2 separate regions of the Sus scrofa genome follow, and region 1 is linked to region 2. The links are chromatin contacts, called in public targeted proximity ligation maps. All regions are on one chromosome and are shown on one strand. The core of a region is the stretch at or near the end of the contact, and the rest is flanking DNA. Distances in the headings are between cores, read along the strand shown. Region 1 overlaps ARHGAP25 (rho GTPase-activating protein 25). Region 2 has its middle 11 kb from the start of GKN3.

Evidence for each region.
Region 1: a contact with region 2 is called in a targeted proximity ligation map of alveolar macrophages. A contact is called at or near these places in 3 of 47 Hi-C or Micro-C datasets (alveolar macrophages, fetal skeletal muscle and retroperitoneal adipose tissue) and 2 of 2 datasets of targeted methods (alveolar macrophages and skeletal muscle).

What each region holds. Positions count from the first base shown.
Region 1 is chr3:73,607,719-73,614,263 of Sscrofa11.1, forward strand. The region is part of intron 1 of ARHGAP25 (rho GTPase-activating protein 25); the gene reads right to left. Among named protein-coding and RNA genes, the nearest start is that of ARHGAP25, 39 kb to the right of the region's middle.
Region 2 is chr3:73,475,347-73,482,034 of Sscrofa11.1, forward strand. No RefSeq gene overlaps it. Among named protein-coding and RNA genes, the nearest start is that of GKN3, 11 kb to the left of the region's middle.

The DNA of each region.
Region 1 (6,545 bases), core at 2,858-5,357, 130 kb after region 2:
AGCCGAGGGGCCCGTGCCCACCAGCGCCGACCCAGGGGCCCCACGCCCACGCCGGTCAGGCAGCTGGAGCTGCCCCCTTGTTCTGCAAAGCCAGAGATTGGCTGGAGCCTTCTGAAGAGGAAGTGGCCACAGCATCTGACAAAAGGTGCTTCCTTTTTCCTGCGTGGGAGTCAGTATCTGACGAGAGAGGGGAGAAAATAATGCCTCTGCTCTCAGGGTTCAGCGGCAGCCAGAAACTGCCCGGCTTCTTCCACAGAAGAGGAACTGCCTTGTTCCTGGACCTCACTGTCCCAGAGCTCCCTTCCCCCGCAGACCCCAGCCCCTCCACAGGGCCAGCGAGCAGGATGCGGACACTCCTGAATCTTCCCGCCCAGTGTCATCAAGTGCTGTCTGTCCCCTGCCCACTGAATGTTTACAGCCCTGTCTGCTGGACCCAGGGCCTCCTGTAACTGCTTTCCTACAAAGTCGGGTTGTCCCTCCCACTTGGCTGACAGCACTCAAGCATTTAAAAGGAATATGAATCTGCCAACAGGACACAGAAGCAGAATTTGAATCCAGACCCCCCCACCCCACTGCATAGTGTAGTTAGTTGGCTTTTGTTTTCACACAGGAGCTCTGCCTGCCATTGGATTAGGTCTGGGGGTCTGCAGCCTGTCTCCATGGTAACTCCCTCCCAGGATAACTTCTTCCTTTCCTCCCCTCCATAGCCATGGCTCAGCCTGCCTGTGGTCTGGTCCCCTGTGGTTCAACATGCACTGTGGGCCTCCCCTTCCTCCTTTCCCAGCCAGTTCAACTGTGTCCTTAAAACTGCATCAGAGCTCTGTGTCTCCTCGTGGCTGGAGGAAGTCTCCATTTTATAATCCCTTTATCCAGCTTTTTATCTGTCCCCACAACTCAGTTGAACCAAGCTAACTCCGCTCTTTCCCTATCTCAGGCCACCTGACCGAGACCAGTTCTTTTCTTGGCTCTTTGACCCTGAGTACATCATGCAACTTCTCTGAGCCCCAGTTTCTTCGCTTGTTAAACTGGGATTATCATAGCCCCTATTCTATGGAATGGCTGTGGACATTAAACAAGTTAGTCTATATAAACCACTTAGCACAGCCCCAGGTCCAAGGTGAGCAAATGTTAATTTATTATTTTTATCAACAGATGACTCTGCTTCCTACTGTGAAGATGATGGAGTTCATCTTTGAGAACCCCCTAAACTTCTCTCTTCATTTCAAAATGCTGCTCCATCATCGAGCTTTCTCTCCCCCTTCGTTCCTCTCTTTAATACATTGAATCAACAACTTCTCCCATTGCTTTTGATTCCTTTCTTTCTATCTTCTTCTAGGACTGCATTTTTCAACGTTTATATATTTTTGGCCACACCCACAACAAATGGAAGTTCCTAGGCTTCCATAAGTTGGAATCCAAAGTGCAGCTGCGACCTGCACTACAGCTGTGGCAATGCCACATCCTTAACCCACTGCACCCGGCCAGGGATCAAACCTGTGCCTCCACACCAACTCGAGCCACTGCATTTGGCTTCCTAACCTACTGCACCACAGAGGGAACTCCTTCAACTTTTATGTATACTCATGGCATGCTTTCAGATACTAGAATTTTATACAGCTGTACAGAGTCTGTCTTCCACTGACTCTAATTGTATCCAGAGTTATCACCCAATTTATATGTTTCATCCTGCATTGCTGTCTAAAGTGGAATCTGCTCTAACGGGGCTCCCTTGACCCTCCCAAGGGGTCTGTTATATACCCTCATTCCCAGATGCTAGCTTGTGGTCACCCCTCGCCTCCTACCAGGGACTAGAGAAGTCATACTGCCTTGTATACCAGGGTACAAGACACACTTGATCCAACCTCCTATTGGACAGACATCATAACAGTGCACATACTCCTTTACAGTAAAAAGGAACTTGACATCTTGATGACTATTTAGCAGCATGCTAGCAGAAAGATTGCTTTATACCGCTGTGTCATGGCACATCAGTTAAGAATTTTATCTTTGGTCTTGCATCTCAGTTCACTGCTATCTTCAAGGCCTTCCATCTATAACTCAAAACAGCCACTCTGGAACTGATCACTTACTCTAAGGCTGTTTAAATGATCCAAAGAAACCAGAAGAGGATTTGGGCAGGAATACAGTGGGGAGGAGGGAATCTGAAGAACTATACACAACTCTATGTCTCTCTAGGTCAGAGACTGTAACATCGGAAGACTAGTCTCTGTACTTGAAAGAGGGCAGAGAGTAGGCAGAGATGAAAAGAATAGTTCACATGCAGAATTTAGGAAGCAGATGGAAGACTGAAGGATTCTAGGAGATGCACGGGGATTCTCTGTTCCCCACCCCCATCTCAGTAGCCTTTGTGTGGCTCAGCCCAGTGTGACTTCTGTGACCACCAGCTGAAGCAACAACAGACTTGGGAAGGAGGGCTCCCCTCCTGGCAAGTGCATGATGAGGAGCCTTCCCATGGCTTCTAGGGTGAGGCCACCAAAGGCAGCCAGCCCAGGAAAAAAGAAAAGCAGATGGGTGCCAGCTGATAGCTCTGAGGACTCAGCATCCCCCCACACTCAGCCTACCCCCAGAGTCCCACAGCAGTCGTTCGGATTACTCTGGGAAATAGGAGAAACTGAAGGGCTCCAACAGCCTTGAAGAAATCAGGCCAGGGGAGCAGGAGCAAAAAAGCCAGTATAGACTGAAGAGAATTAATTCAGCACAGAAGAACTCAGCTGCTGGGATTTTAGTCTGCGATTAGCTATGGGAAAATGTTATGCTCTGTAGTGGCAAAAACAACAACAAAAACAAACATGCAAAACCCAAGACCGGCCCCTAGGAGCATCTGTGCATTGCAGAATGGCATGGCAAAGGCAGGAGTGGATGACAATCTTATGTTCGCAGACTTGGCCAAGAGGAGTCGATGTCCTTGTGACAAGTGAGCAACCACTTTGTCTGCACGCATGTGATCAAGGTCTGAGCTAATCATCTTTTACATTTCTGAGGTGGTACCATTCACCCACACATCCACCGTACACGATGTGATTACAGGCATGCTGCCTGAGGGAAGGCTTGGTACCAACTCTTAGTGCTGGAATCAGACTCGAACCCTGGGGAAATGACAGCTGGGTCTCTGCTGAGACAGTGATGAAACAGAGGATCCTCCTGCCCCATATCTGAGCCATCCCACCCCAGCCCTCAGCACTGCTCAGCAGCCAACCCAATTATGAGATGATTCAAACATCAGGAAAGAAAGTCTGGTGGGCCCCTGAGTCAGACTTGGTTTTGACTAACTTTCTTGATTAGTTCCTTTGAAAGGTCACTCTTCTCTGCGGGTGGGACTTGTCCCCGGATAAAGTAAACAAAGAAATCTGTCACTATTTATAGGGCTGATTTTTCATAATGAAAATCATAACCATGAGCTTTCTTGCGAGCCAGTCATCACACGTGGAGCGCACGCTTCCAGCCCTTTGGGGAGGAGCTGGGCTGGAGAGGAGGGCCGCGTGGGCAGACCAGCCAGACAAGGTGGGTAGTCAGAAGGCAGGCATTTAACATTTAGAGAACACTCTGGGGAAGGGGGGAACCCAGCCTTAATCTCATAGACAGAGGAAGAACAAGCCCCCTGCATTGTCCAGTGCTTGCTGTGACTGCCTGTGTGCATGAAAATGAATTAAATTAAATTCAGTGCCTCGGTCACACCAGCCACCTCTCAAGGGCTCACTAGCCCATGTGGCTCATGGCTACAGTAATAGACAACCCAGAGAGAGAGAATATTTCCATTTTCACAGAAATTTCTATTGGACAGCACTTTCAGGAAGCTGAGCATTACCATTACAAAGTGTGAGACAAAATGGGCATAAAGGTGGGGTGGTCTTTCATCAGAGGAATCAAGCTGGAGGGTCCAGAGAGGAGATGGCTTCAGGTGGCAGAGTGAGAAGTTCAACCTTGATCTGAGAGGGAATAGGGAGCCACCTCAGGTAGCGAAGCAAGAAAGGTCCGTGATCAAATAGAGACAGTTATGTCATTAAACAGTGCTGGCTACACTGTAGTGGCAAGTGAGAGAGGGCACTGTTAAAAAAAAAAAAAAAAAAAAGGAGATGTGGAGGAAGTGCCATATTCGCAGGAGTACTGTTTCTGCTGCTTTTTGCCACAAGTTAGAGCAGAGAAAACCAAAAGAGGATGTAGAAACAGTGAAGTCAGCTTGGGAGGCATTATCACTTACTTTCTTCATCTTCTCATTTTCTGACCCTCGGCACCCCCAAATAATCAATCACAAAATGTTCTGAAGTCTACTTCTGAGATATTTCTTCCATCTGCTCTCGACTCTGAATCTGTTTAGAGTCTGTCTGGGAGGCTCTGAATGTGTGGGTGAGATGATCATAGTTCAGTCAGGGCTGGAGACTACTGAAGGTATTTTCTCGATATGTCTCTCTGAGTAGCGCATTTGTTTAAATAAATCTGAAAAAGGAATAGAATTTACACCGTGTCCTCCAAGAAACCCTCTCTGGGGCTGTAGACTCATCTATCCAACTGCCTACAAGTACCTCCTTGGGCTTCTTAAGGTCACGTGTTGCTAGTTGAACTTACCCCCTCTGTCTCCCTACCTCTCTGCCTTGTGCCACAAACACACCCAAGCCTGCTTTTCTATAGTTTGTTATGAATGACATCTTCCCAGCCAATCAACATTCATCACAATCAATAGCTCTCTTTCTCTCTAATCCCTCCTCTCTACCCCCACCTGATTTGGGGTTCACCTATCCTCTCCCTGGATTTCTGCAATAATTCCCTGACCTGTCTCCCTCCTACTAGTTCCACCTCCAGTCCAGTGATGACATTGTTTATAACATGGTCCTTTCTTTTTTTTTGTCTTTTTGTGTTTTTCTAGGGCCACACTCATGGCATATGGAGGTTCCCAGGCTAGGGATCAAATCAGAGCTACAGCTGCCAGCCTGAGCCAGAGCCACAGCAATGCGGGATCTGAGCCGCGTCTGCGACCTACACCACAGCTCACAGCAACACCGGATCCTTAACCCGCTGAGCAAGGCCAGGGATCGAACCCACAACCTCATAGTTCCTAGTCAGATTCATTAATCACTGCGCCACGACGGGAACCCCATGACATGGTCCTTTTTGAAACACAAATCCGATCATGTTACTCTTCAACCTCAAAGCCTTTGAGGACCCTCCAACATCTTCATCCTAAAAGATGAAGGCTAAACCCCCTACCGTGGGGTTCAGAATCCTTTACGATTTTCCTACTGCATTTCCTGTTTTTCCTCCCTACCCATCCTGCACTTCATCCATGACAATATGCTGTTCCCTTTACTGGAATACTATCCCCCATTCATCCCCGCCCAACCCCCAGCTCAACCTCTTGGAAAGTTCTTGTTCATCCTTTAAGACTCAACTTCAGGTCACACCTCCTATAAGAAGTCTTCTCAGCCCAGCCAGACTGAGTCACTCCCTGGGCTCTGTTCCCACTTAACTAGGGACACATGTCCTTCAAAGCACTTCTCATCCCTCCTGGTTCTTTTCTGACTCTACTTCTCTCTCCACTTGAAGTCTAAGAAGACAAGGGCTCTGCCTTCCTGCTTAGCTTTGTTCATCCCTACATCCGTAGCACCTGACACAGCGCCGACAAAGAGAAGGCAGGGTGAGGGAGCAGAAGGCACACAGGCAGCCTTGGGTGGATCAGGTTCTATCTCTGAGGGTCAGGTTCCTCCTCTGAGAAATTATGATAATAATATGTATCTCATGGGCTGGCCAGTCCATATGGATTAATAATGATAAATGGACAGGCTCCAGCCAGTGTCCACTTCTTAAAATATAGGTATTAAATGGAGGCTATTATCATTAGCACTAATATCATAGTATGGATTCAATTTCATGCCAACTGAGAGTAAAGAAAGAGGAGATGAAAGGAGGGAGAGAGAGGGAGGAAAGGAAAAAGGGAGGAGTAGCTGGAGAGGGTACAATGTTCCAGGTGTGAATCAAGAGGCCTGAATTAAAAGAGTGGCAGTGGAAAAGGAGAGTGTAGGAGAGGCAGGGATGAGGCAGATCACCAGCCCTCCACAGCTGGCCAAACAGAGGCATATATGAGGTCTGAGTTTGGAGTGGCTCAGGTGAGGGAGCCTTCTTCATCCATTCACTGGACACACATTGGTCAAGCACTTGACACACACTGGGAACAGTGACTGGATCTGGGACATACGATCAAGCAGATGCAACCCTGCCCCAGTGGCTCATAGGCATGGGAGACCCATCCATAGAGCTGAGCAGAAAGCAAAGAACATGGTGCGGTTGGAACAGTCCTGTACTGGGTGTGACGAAATATGAGGGTGGGCTGAGAGATTTCAACTTCCCCAGAGTTCTAGGTTTTTGACCGGTGAAGCCTGTGCATTTGTAATAGGGAAGAACAAATCTGACTTCATATTCGATCTGTTGCTGTTATTTTAACCTTACTCTAACCTTTGTGCTCTGTTGCCTGTGCTTAGTCCTGCTCTGCACCTTTGGTAAAGGAATATTTACTGTAGCTTGAAATATACAGG
Region 2 (6,688 bases), core at 3,730-6,229:
ACTGAGCAAGGCCAGGGATCAAACCTCTGAAGTCATGGATACTAGTCAGATTTGTTTCTGCTGAGCCACAATGAGAACAGCCACTCTTCTTTCTATGCTGGACCTCTATCCTACCACTGATCTCTCTGGGGCAGGGGGGCAGGGAGTTGGGGTAGATAGAGGAAGATGACCTCTCTGAAGATGTGGCATTTTTCTTCCTTGGCTTCTGAATGTCTTGATCTTCCTACTTAGGAGAATGTTGAGGGAGAGGGAGGGAGAGAGAGAGAGAAGGAGAGGAAAAAAGGGGATGAGATTAAGGGGAAGGCATAGGCCTCCGTGTGCCCTTATGATACACACACTGTAACTGATATCTTGCCTGTCTGTTAGGTGCATTTACTAAAAAAACTACTAAGATCAACTCTGGTCAAAGCAACTCCTGTCCCTTTATTTCTAGAATATTCTCTGGTATTGTTTCACCTTTTTCTTTTTTTTTTCTTTTATCTTTTTAGGGCTGCAACCTGTGGCACATGGAGGTTCCCAGGCTAGGGGTCTAATCAGAGGTACAGCTGCTGGCCTATGTCACAGCCACAGCCACGCCAGATCTGAGCCTCATTTGTGACCTACGCCACAGCTCACAGCAACGCTGGATCCTTAACCCACTGAGCAAGGCCAGGGATTGAACCCACAACCTCATGGTTCCCAGTCAGAGTCATTTCTGCTGTGCCACGACAGAAACCCCCTCGCCTTTTTATCTTAAGCTTTTCAGAAGACAATATAGAATATTGGAAAAAGCACCCAACTTGAAGTCTGGAAACCAGGGTTTATTCTCAGCTTTGACTTGCACTGTCCACTCTCACCGGCTGCCTTTTGTCTTCCAGTGCTGAGGGTTTGGATGTCCTGTTGACATCTTGGAAGGTGACAGGAAACCCATTTCAGGTGTCAATAAGCAGTGGGAACCAATCCATCGAGATCTTGTTTTTCATCAATCTGTGGTGGGTTGAGCCCTTTCAAAAATGTATTTATTTTAATTTGGGCTGGAGTGGGTAAGAGAAATGAATTTTTGTCACTGTCTGTGAAAGTGCACACCCTTATATCTGTCAGGCTTGTTTTTTTTGATCTATCATCAGCAGAAACTTTAGCAAGACACTAGCAGAGGTTAAAATGCAGTGCAAGGCAATTAGCTGAATGCTCTTGTTACTGAGTTCCTTATTCAAGTGAAAGCCTTAAATGGCCTGGCCAGTTGTTTCTGTCCAAGTGATAAATGACCCGTGTTTGGATCACTTGCTTGCATGAATGCATCCAAAGAGTGTTACACCCAAGTCAAGATTTTGGTAAGATGGCATTGATCTGGCTACCTTTCCAGAATGCACCGACTGGTAATCTGACTGGGTCAGGATCTGGGAAGATGTGACTCGAGATGGCACAGCCAGGCCTGCATTCCTGTTGGAGGGCCTTCTGGGCCCCGAGAGCCATACTCGTCAAAGCTGCCATTTCTGAGAAAGGAGGGGAGTGGCCTGAGCTTGGGCAGTAGGGCAGGCCTAGGAGGTGCTGGAGAGGCTGTGTGCTGACATGTAATAACCCATGGAAGGAAAGGAGGGGATAAGACATGCACCCCTAGTTCCCTGATGCATTAGATGTCTCATAATCAGGGATCAATTGTCTGATTACTTAGGAGAGTCTTTCCTCAAGGACAATTTTGTTTCCAAGAAAATTGTTGCAAGATAGAGTTTTTCATCACAACACAGGTGTGGGAGGCATTTTGTGCACAGACTCAGGCACGATGTCTACAGTTCCCCACCTGTAGGCTCTTCACATGCAACATGCCTGGTGTTTCCCAAGGTGGCCTTCTGTTCTCCACTTTCAGTGGTCAAGCTCAGGCTCAGCAAGTGATGTAATTCATTACCACCCCTTATGGAGGGGAGAAGGGGTTAGGGTAAACAGCCTTCCATCTGCCCCCAATGGTCCTTATTGGGGGCTGATATTCATGCCCCTGTATAGGGCCCTCCCCTACTGAATGGGGCTGATCGTGCAACTAGTGGGTAATGTGGAAATGACGTATGGCACATCTTAGGCTAGTTCATAAAAAGCTTTGTGATTTCTACTCGCATGGATCACTCACCCTGCAGGAAGACAGCTGCCATGTTGTGAGGACACTCAGTCAGCCTTATGGAGAGGTCTGCGCGGTAAGAAGCCGAGGCTTCCTCTCAGCAGCCACCTTGTGAGGGATCCATCTTGGAAGTGGATCCTCCAGCCCCAGTCAAGCCTTCTGATGACTGTAGCCCCTGCCAATATCCAGACGGAAACCTCAAGAGAGACCCTGAGGGAGTTCCCTTGTGGCACAGTGGGTTAAGGATTCAGCATTGTCACTGTAGCAGCTTGGGTCTCTGCAGAGGCAAGGGTTCAATCCCTCACCTTGGAATTTTTGTATGCCATGGCACAGACAAAACAAAAAACAAAACGGAAAAACAAAAGAAAGAGAGAGACTCTGAGCCAGAACTATCCAGCTAATCACTCCCAGATTCCTGGTCCTCAAAAGCTGTGTAAAGTAATAAATGTTTATGGTCTTTATATTTGGGATAATTTGCTGTGTACTAAGAGATACATAATATTTTTTGTTGTGGAGGTGAAATTCACATGACATAAAATTAACCATTTTAAAGTGGACAATTCATTGACATTCACAAAGTTGTTCAAGCACCACTTCTATCCAGTTCTAAAGCATCACCTTATAAGGAAACCCCATACCCATTAAGCAGTTATTCCCCATCTCCCCTTCCCTCAGCCCCTGGCAACCACCTGTGTATGAGAGTGCCCATTTCACCATATTCTCACCAACACTTGTTATTTTTTTATGCCCCCAGCTGTGTTAGTGGGTATGAGGTGCTATCTCATTGTGGTTTTTGTTTGCATTTCCCTATTGAAGAAATGGTACTTAAAATGTCAGCTATCTAGGAATGAATTTGACCTTTAGGAGGAAGGATGTTTTGAAGGGCTCCAGTCGTGAACTCATTAATTCACTCACTCCTTGAAGCATCATTCCTTGAGCACCTTCTACAGCACAGGCCCTGGGTGCAGCAGAGATCTCAAAGATGGCTAATACAACATCATTTCCCCAAAGAGCAAGTGAGATGTTTAATTTGTAATCTATTCTGACTGCAAGTAGTTTTAAAGACGATGTGAGGAAGTGTTAGGAGACTTACCCTCACTCTAAGGAAGGCAGATAGAAGGCTTGCGTGGGAGCCAGAGCCAAGATCCTGAGGGTTCATGAAACAGGTTGTCAAATTCATGACTACGTCCAGGGCTAGACCTTCCCAGGCTGAATGAATGAGGTCTTGCTCGTGGTACCCATGTCAGGTCTCTACCACTTGTCAGTAAGTTCAGGCTCACCTGGACTGGACTGGCTTTTCTTCTCATGGAGGCAAGCCCAGTGGGCAATACACATGCTTGGTTTGGAGTGGTTCAGAGCTGGGGAGTCTATGCGAGAGAGGGTTAGCTTTTTTTTGTCATCAACTCCCAGTTCCAAATGCTGATCTAGGGGTTTGGTCAGACTTCATTCATCTGACTTCTGGCATCAACACGGTCTCTACCTACTCCCAGAATGGCCCCTGCCTGGTCTGATGCTGCCATACTCCTGTCCATTCCTTTAGCTTAGATAGATTTAGAAATGTAATATCTGCTCACCCTGAACTTGAACCTGGCATTTGACTGGATTATAATCATACCAGATCTTAATTTGTCCCCTCTCCCCTCTGGCTAGAGTGCATAGGTCCTACACGCCTGCTCAGTATCTTTTATGATGTAACCAGCTTCTGTTTACTGGGTTTGTTTTTCTTGCCTTTCAAATTGATTCAATTCATTTCATTTTAACAAATATATTTGAACACCTACATGCACTAGGCACTGTCATAGTACTGAGCAGACAGAAATGAACAAGTTAGACATTGTCCTTGACCTCATAGAGCTGACTGCCTAGTGGATGGTATGGCATTGAACATACCCATCCATTCATTCAATTGATCATTTATCCAACAAATACTTATTGTTTCCACTGGGTGTTAGACATCATTTTAGGTGCTAGGAATACAGTGGTAAGCTAGAAACAACCAGTCTTTGTTTGATGATAAGACGCTCACATTTATGGAGATAGGAATTTGGTACATAAACTTGTCTGTCATCTACTCCTCCCCCATGACTAGGCTTGTTGAAATTATTCCTTTGATATGCATCTTAACTACCTAGGGCTGCTATCCTGTTTTCCTCCACCCCAGAATCCCCTCAGGGTGCACCACTGTTTGGCTGCAGTGGCTGCAGTGGCTGCTGGCTTGATAGCCACATCATCCTTTGTCCATTGAAATGGCAGGTGTCATTCTTTGTCCACAGCAGCTAAAGTCCACCTCTGCGTTGGTTCCAGAAAGCAGTTCTTCACTCCCACTTATGCACGTCTCTCTAGCTCTTATAAATGTTTCTTCCCTATATCATCCATTTTTTGCTTCTCTTCTGGACTATTCCTATAAGCAAAAATACACTCTGTTATACCTCCCACATTCAAACAAAATAAAATGACAGAAACTGTAAAAAAAAAAAAAAAAAAGAGAGAGAGAGAAAGAAATGACTCTCTTGCAATCACCTCCCACTCCTAGAGAAAAGTCCTAGTCCTTTTCTCTCCTCCCTTTTAGAACAAAATGCCTTGAAAAAGAGGTCCATGCTGCTTCTGCCTACTTCCATGAGCCCCTCTCATCAGGCTTAGCCCCAAAGGCATTACCTAATGACCTTGACAAACCGAAGACAAAGGTCTGAGTCCTCCTCTTACTCAACAAACCAGCAGATCTGACCTGGTTGAGCCCCCTATTTCCCCTCCATGGGCCTGGCTTTGTTCCATGATTTCCAACCATCCTTCTCGCTTTCAGTTCCCCAACATTTTGAGGACAGTCCTAGACTTAGTCCTTGGACCTTTCCTCTTTTCTGTGTATATTTAGCTCACTTAGTCATTCCAACCACAGTGGTATGGTTTTAAAGAGTCTCTACTCTAATAACTTCCCAGTGTGTGTCCAGCCCAACTCTCTCTCTCTCTCCCTCCCTCTCTCTCTCTCTCGACCTCCAGACTCTAATTCTGCTTGATTAATATCTGATCATCTAGAGGTCAACATGTTCCTAACTGCACTTCAGTTGTTCTGTCCCCACAAACCTTCTGCCTACGGCCTTTCCCGTCTCAGCAAATGGAACCACCATACTTCTACTCGCTAAGGTCAATGTCATTGGAACCATCCTGACTCTTCCTTTCTTCTCACCATACTCAGTTTAGCAGAAAACCTTTCTAGCTCTACCTTCAATATATACACAGGATTAAAGAGCTTCTCATCAACACTGAAACTACTACCCTTGTTTAACCCACCCCAGAATCTTTGAAATTCTCCTAACAAGTGTTTGTCGGAGCATCCCTCTTCACTTCTAAGGCAGATCATGTTTTTCCCTTGTCAAAACTCAGCTGTAGCTTTCTATCTTGTTCAGTGTAAAAGCCACATGAGTTTCAGGAACCTCCTGGGCCCCACAGGGTCCAACCTCTGTTTCCTCTCTGCAGCTTCTCTCTTACCTCTCAACTCCAGCCACTTGGGTTTCTTACTATCTTTGCTCAGGGACTTTGAATGTTCTGTTGCATTTGTCTGGAACTTTTACCACAAGAAGTCTACTTTTGTTTCCTCATTTTTTTCCCCCTCTCTCTTTCTCTCTCTCTTTTTCTTTTTAGGGTTGCCCCTGTGGATTATGGAAGTTCCTGGGCCAGGGGCTGAATCAGAGTAGCAGCTGGGGCCTGTGCCACAGCCACAGCAATACCTGATCTGAGCTGCATCTGTGACCTATGCTGCAGTTTGAAGCAACTCCAAATCCTTAACCCACTGAGCAAGGCCAGAGATCAAACCTGCATCTTCGTGGAAACAATGCTGAGTCCTTAACCTGCTGAGCGCACAACAGGAACTCCTGCTTCCTCATCTTTTGAGGTCAAGATGTAACCTCCATCGGACCTTCCCTGGACACTCTGCCTAAGACTGCAGACTCCACCCCTGACATTCTCTGTCCCCCTTGTTTTCTCTTTCTCTGTTACACAGATCACACTATATAGTCTGCCTATAAAAATCATGCCATTTCTTCTACTAGGATGTAAGCTCTTTGAAGCTAGGGACTCCTGTCTGCTTTGTTTACTGCTTTATCCCCTGCCCATAACACAATGCATAACATCTATGTCCTCAAGAATTGATGTGAATGAAGCAGTAACTCATTACCATAAGGGCCCTCAACCAAAAAAGAGTGTCTCTGGAGAGAAGAGCAATGAGGACCCAGTGCAGATGCAAGGGGAGTGGTGGGGGAGGGGTCAGTCTTTGCTGAAAAGGGACTTTGGGGCTATGACCTTCCCGAAGCATGGGTGTGGCCAGTTGTAGGAGAGCGGGGTTGGGTGGGGAGGCAGCCTGACCCACTGGTCTGCTGGGGACAAAGAGGTTTCTTCAGTGTTAAAAGGAAAGTGCCAGGCAAACCAGGATGCGGGGTCACTCTAGAAGAGGGAAGAGAGAGTGTCCCCAGCAGAAGCTGGGACAAGCGCCAACGCTCTGTAGGAAAGGTGGCAGTGGCCAGATGGGGTGAGCCGTGGAGCCTGGGCCTGGATGTTTTCTATTGTCTGAGTGATGGGAAGCTACCAGAATGCCTCTCTTTTTTTTTTTTT